Linked DNA regions of Sus scrofa: region 1 is linked to region 2. The links are chromatin contacts, called in public Hi-C maps. All regions are on one chromosome and are shown on one strand. The core of a region is the stretch at or near the end of the contact, and the rest is flanking DNA. Distances in the headings are between cores, read along the strand shown.

Region 1 (6,354 bases), core at 2,625-5,124, 220 kb before region 2:
CCCTGATGTGGGTGGAGGCATAGTCTGGAAGTGAACCCCCAAGAGACACAACTTTGGGATCTGGGCAGTGGTCCCAGGGTCAAGATGTCTATGAGGAGGGCAGACGCTGGGAGTGGTGGAGATGCCAGCACAGTCCTAGACCATGAAGCCTTCCAGTGGAGAGACTCTAACATAGGAGCTCCTGCCTCCCAAATATGATAGATTTTCTACTCTCCAGGCTAGTGGGGCTTAGAACTAGATGTAATTTGATTTTATAAATAACGATATTTACTTTTATTCTCTCTTAACATCAGTGAAAAAATCAATAACCATTATAATCATTGATTATAATAGTGGCCAAGACTAGCATACATTTGACAAAACCTGATGCTTTTAAGAGACTATTGAGCTGTGTTCCATGCAGTGCTATTTTTAGACAGGTTTCTTCAGTATTAATCAATGTTTTCTTTAAAGAGTTGAGAATACAGATTAAGTTGTATTGTGACTGAATCTCTTCTTAAAGTAAACTCAGAAGAAAAAAAAAGCAAACAAGAGTGAAAATTCCTGCTCTAAGAATGTAAATGTAGTCCCTAATACTAAGTCTCTAGAAAATGTCTAAGTCTGAAACCAAAATGACATCTGTGAAGTTGGATCAAAAAAAATCTAATTCAAGAGCTACAGGGCAAATATCATGAGGTAGGAAAAAATTATGTAAATCTGCAAATTTTTAGAGCTAATAGGTCTATACTATTGGAAAAATTCAATCACATGCTCATTACACTGCCCTATGCTTTCATTTCCTGAGTGGGACTGGAAATTATTCTCGTTAAACTAAGTCATATGGAGAACACAGTCCCAGGGAATAGAAATCCAGATCCTTAGAGTGGCAATTTCTCCCTAATGTAAGAAAAAATATAAGAGAAGCAGATTGAGTAAGACACGCTCCCAGAGTAAATTGAGAGCACCATGATAACAACTTAATTTTTCTTTCCTCAAACTGTAAGAAAATGTTTATTTCTTTTGAAATATAGAAAAGTCACTTTACATGGCCTGAAATTCCATAGCTAGCACTGCTTTACTATTTTTGCATATTTTCCCCAAATTTTAGCTGATAGGCAAACAATTTTATAACCAATTGTTAATTTCCGAAGTAAAAAGGTCCACTGTTTAAATTCATGGAAGTATAAATTCAATTATTACATTAGTGAGATTGACAATGGACATTTGTCATGGTGTGGTAAGTTGTAAGCCCTATTGATCACACACACAGGCAAATTCACTCATATACTATACACTTCGCAGGCCTATGTAATAATGCTCACAGTGCCTTTCTGAGTCCAGTTTGTACAAAGTAACAATGATATTTTTAAAGGTCACATGGAAGCCATGAAGGAAGGAGGCTATGCCAGCATCTCCACTCAGATTCAACTGAGACCGTGAATGTTAAGTTTAATGGGAGGATGTGATATCACAGAACTCCAGATACTAACTACTGAGCTCAGCTGTCATGCACATCCAAAAATTTTATTTGTAGAGCAATTATGAACATCTGAGTGAAACCCTTATGCAAATGAGAACAGTATTTATATTAAGAAAGATGTGTGTACCTGCACTGGGAGGCACAGCATTCTTATACGTAAACAAAAGATTCAAGATAGATAGTCTATTTCATCATAGAACAAGATGGCAGATAATGATTAATGAGGCAAGTTTGGCATGAAAGATGTCAAATAATTTTATATAAAATTATAAGCATGCAAATTATTTATAGTGTCTTGTACTTCATATATCATTCTTTATGTATTCATGCATGCTTGCAGACCATGTAATCAATATATAGGTATTCATTAACTGATATGCAGTTATATTAATAAATAATTTTTCATAGAACCATGAAAGTAAGTGGAATACTGTCAGAGCTCTATTCATATTTATTTACAGCCCCTAGAATGCTTTGACCTATAATCCAGGTGCTTCTAATTACCTGTTGAAAATTATAGTTAGTACCTAGAAGAAAACAAACAGCCTGACATTGCCTAGATCTTGAAAATGGAGGTAAACATCGTAGCAATAAACACTATTACAAAGAAACATTCAGTTTAACAATAATTTTTTTGTCTTGAAAGCTGATACAAAGAAACAATGTTTTGTTACCTTGGTTACAGCAAATTCTGCACAATATGCCTTGTTGGTCTCTGAGGGGACTTTGTGTATGTAAGTGGGTTATTGTGGGAGGTAGTAGGACAGAAAAGATGATATATTTTTACAGATCTTTTTGTTCTGCTATTTAATAATTTTTATAAGGCTCTTTTCATCAGTTAAATGAAAATATACATAGACAAACATCACTCCCCATATAAAACCATCTGTAGTCATACCTCTGGATAATTTTCAGTTACCCCCGAATGCACAGCCTTTTGCCTCAGGAATGGAAATAGGAGTTTTGTGGTCAGCATGAATGTTGAGAGTGGCTCTACGTTGCCTTTTTCCCTCTGGGAAATGAGAATTAGCAGGATTCAAAAAGCGAAGTCACTTTGACTGTTTCCCCTTTTTTGCTCCTTCTTGGCCATGGAAATGAGGAGAAGTGAGTCATCCCTATGTGGCCAGGAACAGATGAAAGTGATGAAGCATAAGTAGAGCCAGAGTATAGAATGCTCCTTATTCCACCACTGTTACTGCTTTGGGACAAGGGAAACATATTCTGGCTGCATTGGCCAAGAATGGCTCCAGGTTGAGGAAGTAGCCAATCAATGCAAGAGCAATAAGGACTGCCATCACTCTTTGTTTCCTCATCATCCCAGTGAAATGCTGGGTTCAATTCTCCCTACTGTAGAAGAAAGCAGGAAAGATGCTCCCTCTCTTCTGCTTCTTCCCTCACCTCCTCATTTGTAGTCTCTGAAGTGCTTGTGGGTACAGAAAAATAAGTGGCAGGAAAGGTGAGCTGTCCTTTAATAAGCAATCTTCCCTTCCTTCTTTAGTTGCAGGACTCTGAATTGTACTGAACTTTTATTGAATAATCGATGATTCTGTAAAATCCCATATTCTCTGACCTCTTTTGTAGCTACACGTGGCCATGTGATCAAACTCTGGACCACAAGATTTGAGCATAGATGTTAAACTTGATGTGTGAATTCTGGGTCACAGCTTTAAAGAAAAGGGATATTCTTTCCATTGCCCTTTTCTCTCTTTCTGTTGATCAGAGCAAAGGTATGATGAACAGAGTAGAAAGAGTTGTCTAGGACCATGAGATAGAAGCCATGTGTTGAAGATGGAAGAGCCATAAGTTGGAAGAGGCCTGAGTTCCTGGTTGTCAAATCTCTTTCCTTGTCCTAGACTATAGTGTTCAACATTTTCATAGGAGAGAAATAAATTTGTAACTTAATACATTGTGTTATTGGATCTCTCTTTTATAGAATTGGGGCTATGATATCTCCGATTTGAATGACTGTCAAAGAACAAACATGCATCGCTTATATTTGCTGTGTTTTTCCTGGCGTGATTTTCTTATATTGAAGAGTGATGATATTTGGGAGATACTGGCAAATAAAATCAGGCCATGAGAATTTTGGCTTAGCTTGGAGATACAGCTTTTGTACCTACATCAAAATTTGTTGTGCAGTTTTAAACTGGTCAAATAATTGCTAACTGATTTTCACTAGGAATTAGCTTCATTTGGTGGCAGAATTTGTATTCCTCCACTTTGGATTGCTTCATTCCTATTGCAGTGTCGGTCTACTGAGAATGTGGGCTCAGCTGCATATCTTTGGCCCTCTATCGAACCCTGACAATATAATGGACCTATTCTGTAGTTAATTCACGGTGTCTGGTATGTCTCCAGCAGTTTAACAGATGGGTCTCTAGTCAGCCTCCTCTCAAACTCTTTATTAAATATTTATAGAGCCAGATTGTAATTAGACCCAGCTTTGCCCCTAAAGTTATGTGCACTGACCTCTGGACCAGGGAGGATATCAACTTGGTCAGCTCAAGGAGGAGAGAGAAAATCTTTTTCTCCAAATGTTTCTAGAAGCCCAAAGAGTCTTTAACTTACACATGCTGGTGAGATTACAAGTACTGCAGCAATATTCTCTATAATAAACAGAATGTTACCTTGAAAGTACAAAGTTATTATTAATATGGAAAGATAAAGATGTCTACTGAGTTTGAATAAATCTGAAATATTTGGGGACAGGTTTTATCACTCCATGAAAAAAATGTCGAAGTGAATAATGGCGCCTTTTGCTCAAGTAGTACATATATATGGAGAGTTGCCAGGAGAAAGTGCTAATGAGATGAGTTTGTGAGAAACGAGTAAACTTGGAGATTTAAAAACACTTAAAATAAAACATCATGCATTGGACATGTAGAGGAAGGTGTTAAAATGAAAATGCCAATGTCGTTCAAGTCTTTTCACTGAATGAAGGCAGGGAGCAGGGGCATGGGAGGAAGGGGGTCCAGAGGGTGCTCCCCCAGCAGAGAGGAATCTTCCTGCTCTCAGAGGTGGCCAGTCTCTGCAGACCAAATGCTGCTTGAATTAAGAGCAAAGGTAGTGGCCACTGGGCTGTTAATCTGTGAGAGAAGATTCTGGAATTCCAATATGTGCTGTAATGCCTCTGGAGAAAAATGCCAAGACCACAGTCTTCATGCTGTATTTATGTGTTACATAATCACTGGGCCAAAGAAGACGTCCAGTCCATCTCCTTTTCTTGGACAGTCCCCTTTGAAGTTGTTCCAAAGACTTAGAGACTAATCCAGGGAAACGTCGCTGTGCCAGATTGTAACCACATACTTAATGTTAATGCCACAAGATAAATTACTACCTCTGTCCTTTAAAGGTATTTCAGTAGTTTCAGGAAATTTTTCAATATCTTCTTATACAAAAATTTAAATGACAGTGCTAATTTGGCAGTATACAAAACCATAAATGTCCTTTTCACTTGGCTAACTCCTTGAATGAAATCAAGTTATATTATGACAATAAATGAACTTTGTAGTGTATAATCTTTACTATTATAAATATTGGATGTTCTGCTTCTCCTTTAGCCAAAAAAATTTCTGGCTGTTACATCTTAAAAAAATAAAATAAAAAACCAAAAACCAAAACCCCCAAACTTCTTTTGTTTCCAGTTCTATTGACTTTGCTGTTTGTCACAAAATTCTAAGGTGTCAGTGACACTCTATTAAGAGCTGTAGAAAGACTATAAAAGAAATATATTCTTGACCATCCCTAGCATTTAAGGAGTTTATAATCTACTAGTAGGGGAGGAGATATGAGGTATAAATGAAAAGCCATAAGTGTATGTCCATAGAAAACTGAGTTTGACGTGGCCAAGATCACACATACAGCAAACAAACTTATGAGCAGATAATCAAGTTTTTTCTTAGAGATGCGTTGATGTTCCTATAGTACTGCCAGTCATGGCTGAGTTTAGTGTCTGGTATAATCTAAGAACTAATGGGCATTTTCTATTGATGATATGTTAAAGTAGTGTTATGGTCTGAATGTATCTATCCTCCCCAAATTCCTATGTTGAAATTCTAATCTGCAAAGTAATATTAGAAGATGAGGCCTTTGGGAGGTGATTAGGTTATGAAGGCAGAGCTCTCATGAATAGGATTAGTGCCTTTATAAAAGAGGCCACACATGCAGTGGAAATGAATTCAACTAGTATCCATGAGCATGTGGGTTCAATCCCTGGTCTTACTCAGTGGGTCAGGGGTCCAGTGTTGCTGTGAGCTGTGGTGTGGGTTGCAGATATAGCTTGTATCCCACATTGCTGTGGCTGTGGCATAAGCTGGTAGCTACATCTCTGATTTGACCCCTAGCCTGGGAACTTCCATATGCTGCAGGTGTGGCCCTAAAAAGCAAAAAAAAAAAAAAAAAAAAAAAAAAAAATCCACACAGAGCTCCCTAGCCCTTTTTGCCATGAAAGGATATCAAGAGAGGAGTGATCCTGGAAGAGGTCCCTCAACTGACTATGCTGGCACCCTGCTCTCAGAACTCCAGCCTTCAGAAGTGTGGGAAATAAAGTTCTATTGTGCATAAACCACCTGGTCTGTGGTTTCTTGTTATAATAACCTGAATTCACTAAGATAGATGGGCTACCTGAAATATTTCTCTCTGGTTGATGTTAGCATCGCAGCTCTGGGACTTCATGGTTCAGAGGTGTTAACACTTGACTGTTACTATGTAGATGACTTCAGCAGACACATGTACAAGGTTAAGGACCTCCTCACTCATGCACATCTATGGGAAATGCTATATTTTGGGAAAGACCCGAGCAAAACTTCAGCAGTGCCACACTACACCTCTTGTTGACAATACACAGTTCAGTGGACCAGGAACTCAAATGCTCTAAGAACCCTCTAGTTTTTCAG
Region 2 (6,560 bases), core at 2,656-5,155:
ATGTGTATATATATCTGGGTATGCCATAGTACAGGTATATATATACATGTATGCTTGTGTATTTTTGTACTAATATACTTTATCATAAGTTTTGCTATCTTGTAATTCAAATATCCTCTTTATTTTTTAAAAATACACACACACACACACACACACACACACACACACACACAGAGAAACTGAAAGACCAAAGAAGCAGAATATTGGCATGACTTTTGTTTTATTTTTACTATGTACAGATGTATTTCTAAATAAAGCTAGTTATGCTTTTACTTATCTCAAAATAGCTTCATACTAAACATATTTTATAATACTTGTTTTTTAAGACTCATAAATGCTGCTACATTAAGACTTTATTCATTTAATATCAATAAATGTAGAATTCAGATGTACTACTAGTGGAAATGTAAATCACGCCACTCTTGTAGAACAATTAGGTAATGTCTAAAAAAAAGTAACTACCCAATGACCCAACAGTGGCATTCTTAGAATTACAATGTATGTAAGGAGAGAGGGAGAAACTACAAATTGCAGCATAGGAGAAAATATCTGAAAAGCTGGATAGGGGAAAAGTATAGATAAGTTTGCTCCATTTATAGAGGAAATCTATGCTTGCTATCTGTGCATGTATAGATATACACATACACACACACACACACACACACACACACACACATATATATACATGGTACGCATAGAGTAAATATATGCCTGGCATTCAATTAATATTTATTGAACAAATTTAATATGGTATTATAATACATTAAAATGAATAAACAGATTTAATGTATCAGTATATATGGTTCTTAACAAGCATGTGTCATAAAGTATGATTAGTATGATACTATTTTGAGAAAAATTAAAACACAAATAGCATTTTTATTTCTAGATATATATGTATATAATAAAATATTAAAGCATCGGCAGAAAAGTTTTCATACCAACTTCACAATTATCATTGCCTTCCTCAATGCTAGATTGATGGAATCAAAAGTTGTATAAAATCTCTAATCATTTTATTTAAATAAATGGAAGTCCTGGAATGGTTAATTTTATATATCAACCTTACTGGGCCTTGCGTGACCAGATACTTGGTTAAACATGATTCTGGATATGTTTGCGAGGGTAATTCTGGGTAAGATTCACATTTGAATGGGTAAACTGAGTAAAACAGCTTGCCTTCCCTCATGTAGATGAACCTCATTGAATCCACTGAAGGCCTAAATAGAACAGAAAGGCTGAATAAGGGAGAATTCCCTCTCATTGCCTATGTTGGGCTGGGACAATAATCTGCTCCTGACTTTGGACTTGGACTCAGACTGGAACTTATACCATTGGCTCTCTTGCTTCATAGGCCTTTGCACCCAGATGGGATCTATACCATTGGCTCTCCTGAGTTTCTAGCTTGCAGACTAAAGGTCTTGGAATTTCTCAGCCTCTGTAATTACATAAGCCATTTTTAAATAATAAACTATTGATTTAGCTTCTTTGCAGAATCCAGAGTTCTGAACCAAATATAGCAAAATTTCGAAATACAGGTAGTCTGGTTGTTAGGTTCACAAGTATCATATTTTTCTCTTCACCTTTCCTTATATTTTTGAATTACAATATAGTTTTAAATCTTTAAATTACAAACACATGGGATGTGATCATTGTTATGACAGAAGTATCTGGAGAGGTGTCATCTGGGATGGAGTAGATTCTAGGCAAAGGGACCTGGTGTACAAAGTAACAGCATTTTGATGCCCTGGGGCTTTCAGATCATGGAGGTTGCATAGAATCCTTTGAATCTTGTGCAGCCACTGGAGGATTTCAGCAAGTGAATAGCCTGATCAGGTTTACATTTTAGAAAGATCATTCTGGCAGGGCACTTTGCAAGATAACAGACAAAATTAAATGTTAGGAGGCAATCACATATTCTAGGTTTGAACCACTGTAGTCCATGGAGATGTAGAGAGAGACCTAATTAATGGTATTTAGGAGGTAGAATTGAAATAAGGGAGAATGTGGAGGCTGTGGAGATTACCTGGCTCTTTGCTAGGTCTTCATTAGTATATGGGATACACAGGAAAGGACCAGGTTTGGAGGAAGAGATATTGAGCCCATTTCAGACCCTTCAAGTTCGGGGCTTCTGTGGGACTTCCAGGCTGTATGTGTGTTGCAGAGGGATTCAAGGAAATAAAATAGCTGCAGAGTGGGGCAAGCAAATAGGGAGGGGTATCTGGAAATGTCACTTTCCAGGACAGAGAAGAATGACCATATGATTTAAGAGTGCCCATATAACTTACAGAGTGCTTTGTTTGTTTGTTTTGTTTTTAATAGAAAGCCTCATCGTTTAATCCAAAGTAATTTTTTTTTTGAGGACCTACTTTATGTCATAACCCTTACTCAAAGCTGCGGCAGAAGCAAAGGTACACATTGTATGCCTTCAACGCTATTTTTAACATGCATCAGGGAGTCCTGAGGTGGCTCCGTGGTTAACAAACCCAACTAACATCCATGAGGATTCGGGTTTGATTCTTGGCCTCACTCAGTGGGTTAAGGATCCTGCGTTGCCGTGAGCGGTGGTGTAGGTTGCAGATGTAGCTCAGATCCCACGTTGCTGTCGGCTGTGTCTAGGCTAGCGGCTACATCTCCAATTGGACCCATAACCTGGGAACCTCCATCTGCCCGGGTGCAGCCCTAAAAAGACAGAAAGACAAAATAAAAAAAAAAAAAATGCATCAGATCCCTTGGCACTAATGATGCTCTGCCTAACCTCTGGGAAATTGTACATTTGGTTTGTTCTGATGTGGTCTGGTCTCTCCCTTCCTCACCTTGGGTCTCCATGTGAGTGTCATCTCTGTAGAGAAGGCTCTCTTTGATTCATTATCTTTCCAGCTAAGATTAGGTAAATTCATCAATGAGAAGCACTATATCTCTATCGCTGGCATAAGCACAGTGCCCAATATGGTGCCTGATAATCAGGATTTAATAAGTATTTTGTTAAATATTAAATGGTGTTTATTTAAGACATAGGTCATGCACACCAGGGGCTTATAATCAAATGTTAAGTGTTGGCTAGTTTGCTTGGAATCATTCTCTATTGCTTTATGCATGTGGCTTTTTCCAGTTAAATGTAAATAACTCTAGGTTGAGGACTATATTTTTTTCATTTTTTGACATTGCTCATCTTGCCTGATATAGCGTTGATAATTTTTATAGCATTCATTTGAGCAATATTTTAAGCCATAAATGAGACTATCCATTTTGCACTGTTTCCAAATTAAATATTCTTCTGAAAACCTAATGATTTGTTTATTTAACTCAGGACTGATTTCCCCACTAGGGCCTATTAGCACCTCAACATTGGTTTTGTAAATCTGGTAAAACCTGATGATTATCAGCTATTAGTAATTTGTTAGATCCTTTATATAAAATTTAAATAGAAGAGTAGAACACTTCAAGTTAATGGCATTATCTGGTTATGATTTTAACAAGAGGGCAAAAATTGCCAACATGATTTCTCAAATTCTTATGGTGAAAGAAGGCTTTTTAATTCATTCTTTCCTCAATTTTGGAATTATCTTAAGTGCATTTTACTTAAATAAAAACGACTTGCTTTATTTGCAATTGGAAATACACATGGAACTCAAAGTTAAACCTCTAAAATATTGAATTCTAAAGTCCTACTTTGTTGTTCAGTTCCGGAATGGTTGGCTTGTTGATTTAATTTCTTTTTCTAATGTAGGCCTCTGTGTTTGAGATAGAGATGGAAAGAAATGAGAGTGAGAGAAAAAGAAACAGAACATTTGACTAATGACCTTTTAAATGGATCAAAACAACAATCTATTTATATCCACTGGGAAATGTTCATCCCTTTGAAGGCATCTCACAGTCTCTTTATCCTGTGTGGCCTTTTTAGGTGTTTCGTTTTAATCCTGATCTAAATAAAGAAAGTAAATGTTGCACAGGATCAAATTTACAGTCTAGCTGAATGAGAAATCCATTAGGTTAGAAACTGTAGAAGTTGTATTGCTGTGGCATTGATTTCCTTTCCCTGGTGTCAACCTAGCCTTATATCCACTGAGCATATTCTCCTGTCTATCTGTCCATTTTATGCACATTTCATCACCTGGAGCTCCCCAGGTAGCCTTTTCTCTAGGTACCACATCTCCATGCAGAACCATTACTTCGATGGTGAAAGCTTCATTGTGACTCCAGTAGTGTCCTGGAGATTCCTGTGTGCTCACCATTTTCATCACTAATAGAATTCTGGTAGTTAGAGAACATAAAACCAATGCAAAATGTAATCAATATTAGTAAACAGAGCTAGGTTTTCATTTAATCATCATCTTATACATTTAAACTTTATATTAGGAAAGTTCATATCAAATCAAAAAAATCAAGCAGCTTTCCTTTTTTAAAAATTTACTCACCAAGATCATCTTAATTTCTTCTCTTGTCAGAAGGACAATTTTTTTTTCCTTTTAGTTTTCAAATAGAGTCCTTGAAAAGCAACCTGTCAACAAAATTTTATCTTGCTAGGCTTCTAGTTTTGAGGACTCAGACATGTGATATAGGTGAGGAAAAGATTTTTCTTTGGGTTGGTGAGGAAATATCAGATAGATTTGTGAAGTCCTGATCTGTTCATATATTTGCTCATACTGATTTATTGAAGATTTTCAGCTTTCATAGGCCCTAAAGAAACAGGGAATCATAAAAGGGGAGTTATGAGCACGGTGGTCATATGCCTTGCTTTTCCAACCAGGACACTTCTAAAAATGGAGAAACTCTTAAAAATTATGCCCGTGCAAAAAGTGTAAGCCAGGACCATGGCCATGCCTGGAAAACTGGAACCTATGGTCACCTTAATTATGAGAAAAGGGCAATTAAAATGGAATGCTAATAGAATCTATTAGAACTGGAGGACCAGGGTTTAGTTTAGCAAACAGTGATATGTATTTGACAAATCTGAGGGATAAATATGAAGCCAACCTCCTATATTAATGTGGAAGGTGAATAATTTGATTGGAGTTATTAAGACCATTAAAACTGATTGCTTTAAGATTTGTTGTTATTCTGTTAGATTAAAAGATAAATCACTGTCAGCTTTTTACTGGGACCCTCCCAACTAAATCAATCAATGACTAACTTAGTGTGTGCCTTCTGTTTCCAGTCATTTTGATTTCATTTTCACAGGCTGATTTTTGCCCTTGAAGGTAGTCTTTGTTTTGTGTATGTAGAATGTGAACCTTGCCACTTGTTCAAGTACAGCTGTTGAAGATTTTCATTCAAAAATATGCAGTTACTTTGGTCGAATTGAAAGCTTGCACATCTTTAAGCCACTTAGGAGAAATGTGTGTGTGATTTATAGAACAAGCAAACAAAGCATGACCTTTCCTGAACTGATTAACAGTGCTATTCTTCAGAATGGCAGTTTACTATAGATTCACTCACATACAACAATTTTATAAATGTGTATAGGGTACAGTACAAATATGTAATGTGAATTTACAATGGGCTTAAAATAAAATTTGAACCAAGCACTTATACTATACCATTCTAAGAAAGAAAGTTCAAATTATTTTCCCTGAGCCCTGTTTAATAGTCATAAAATAACACTTTATATCAAATTTGCAAATCCTTGGAAGAAATTATTTCCTTTCTAGTTTTAGTATTAAGATATCTTTCATTTTAAATTACAGATATGTCCGCACACCGTACATTTATATCGGCCTTAAAATGGAATAGAATTTAATTTGCTTAAACACCGTTAAAACTAAATGCGGGCAGAGAGATATTTTTAATTTTTTCTAACAAATTTTATTTCCCTTCCTATGACCCAGAACATTGTGTGAAAACAAAAGGAGTATGATAGGAAGTCATTTGGAAATCAATTCTAACTTCTCAGGTCGGCCACTTTTGCAGTCTCAGAAAGCACTTTGAAACAGTATAAAATTACAGTTCTTTTTTTATTTCTGTCTTGCAATGTCAGGCTCTTTCCTATCAAGTTAGATAGGTTTAGAATGATTTGGGGTTATCACACTGTTAAAAGAAGATGCATTCCAGAGTTCACAACACCGTAATACAAGCCTTACCCTGGATGATGAGCTCATGCATCCGAAAATAACAGTCCTTTACTGTTGATGCTGCAGTTGCTGTTGGCATTGTTTACTTTAAGTTCCTTGAGGGCAGGGACTGTCTCTGTTTATCTCTATCTCCTGATTCTATGCATGGGGAGTGTTTTCTAAACAGAATGTGAATCTATAAAACCCAAATTTTAATACTCTCAAGTTAAGAGAATATTACTATTATTGTATAATTTTACTTGTTTCCTTTTGGTTAAAAAGCAGAATTTTGTGAAGCTGAGGTTCCTCTTTTCAAGGAAATTCTTCAGAAAACCATGCTAAATACGTTTTTCCCTACCTCCTCCCCCATACAGTATTTAATTTACCGCAGCTTAATGCTCATGAGCACACTGGAGGAATATTTCTCAGCAATAGTCACAAACCTATTTTAAAGTCAACTTATTTTTCTTCCAGCACCACTCACAGTTCTATTTCCTTTAATGTGGAGTT

Evidence for each region. Hi-C and Micro-C count contacts between places; a contact is called where the count stands out from the background.
Region 1: a Hi-C map of skeletal muscle shows a contact between it and region 2, with 5 times the contacts expected there. The contact joins two enhancer-like sites. A contact is called at or near these places in 1 of 47 Hi-C or Micro-C datasets (skeletal muscle) and 1 of 2 datasets of contacts at active chromatin or transcription factors (skeletal muscle).

The regions. Positions count from the first base shown.
Region 1 is chr1:24,574,366-24,580,719 of Sscrofa11.1, reverse strand. No RefSeq gene overlaps it. Among named protein-coding and RNA genes, the nearest start is that of CITED2, 580 kb to the left of the region's middle. Within about 2 kb of position 3,874, at least 1 of the 83 cell types and tissues checked has an H3K27ac peak or open chromatin away from gene starts, as enhancers often do. A contact at or near this core is called in skeletal muscle, where this site is marked.
Region 2 is chr1:24,358,841-24,365,400 of Sscrofa11.1, reverse strand. No RefSeq gene overlaps it. Among named protein-coding and RNA genes, the nearest start is that of CITED2, 790 kb to the left of the region's middle. Within about 2 kb of position 3,905, at least 3 of the 83 cell types and tissues checked have an H3K27ac peak or open chromatin away from gene starts, as enhancers often do. A contact at or near this core is called in skeletal muscle, where this site is marked.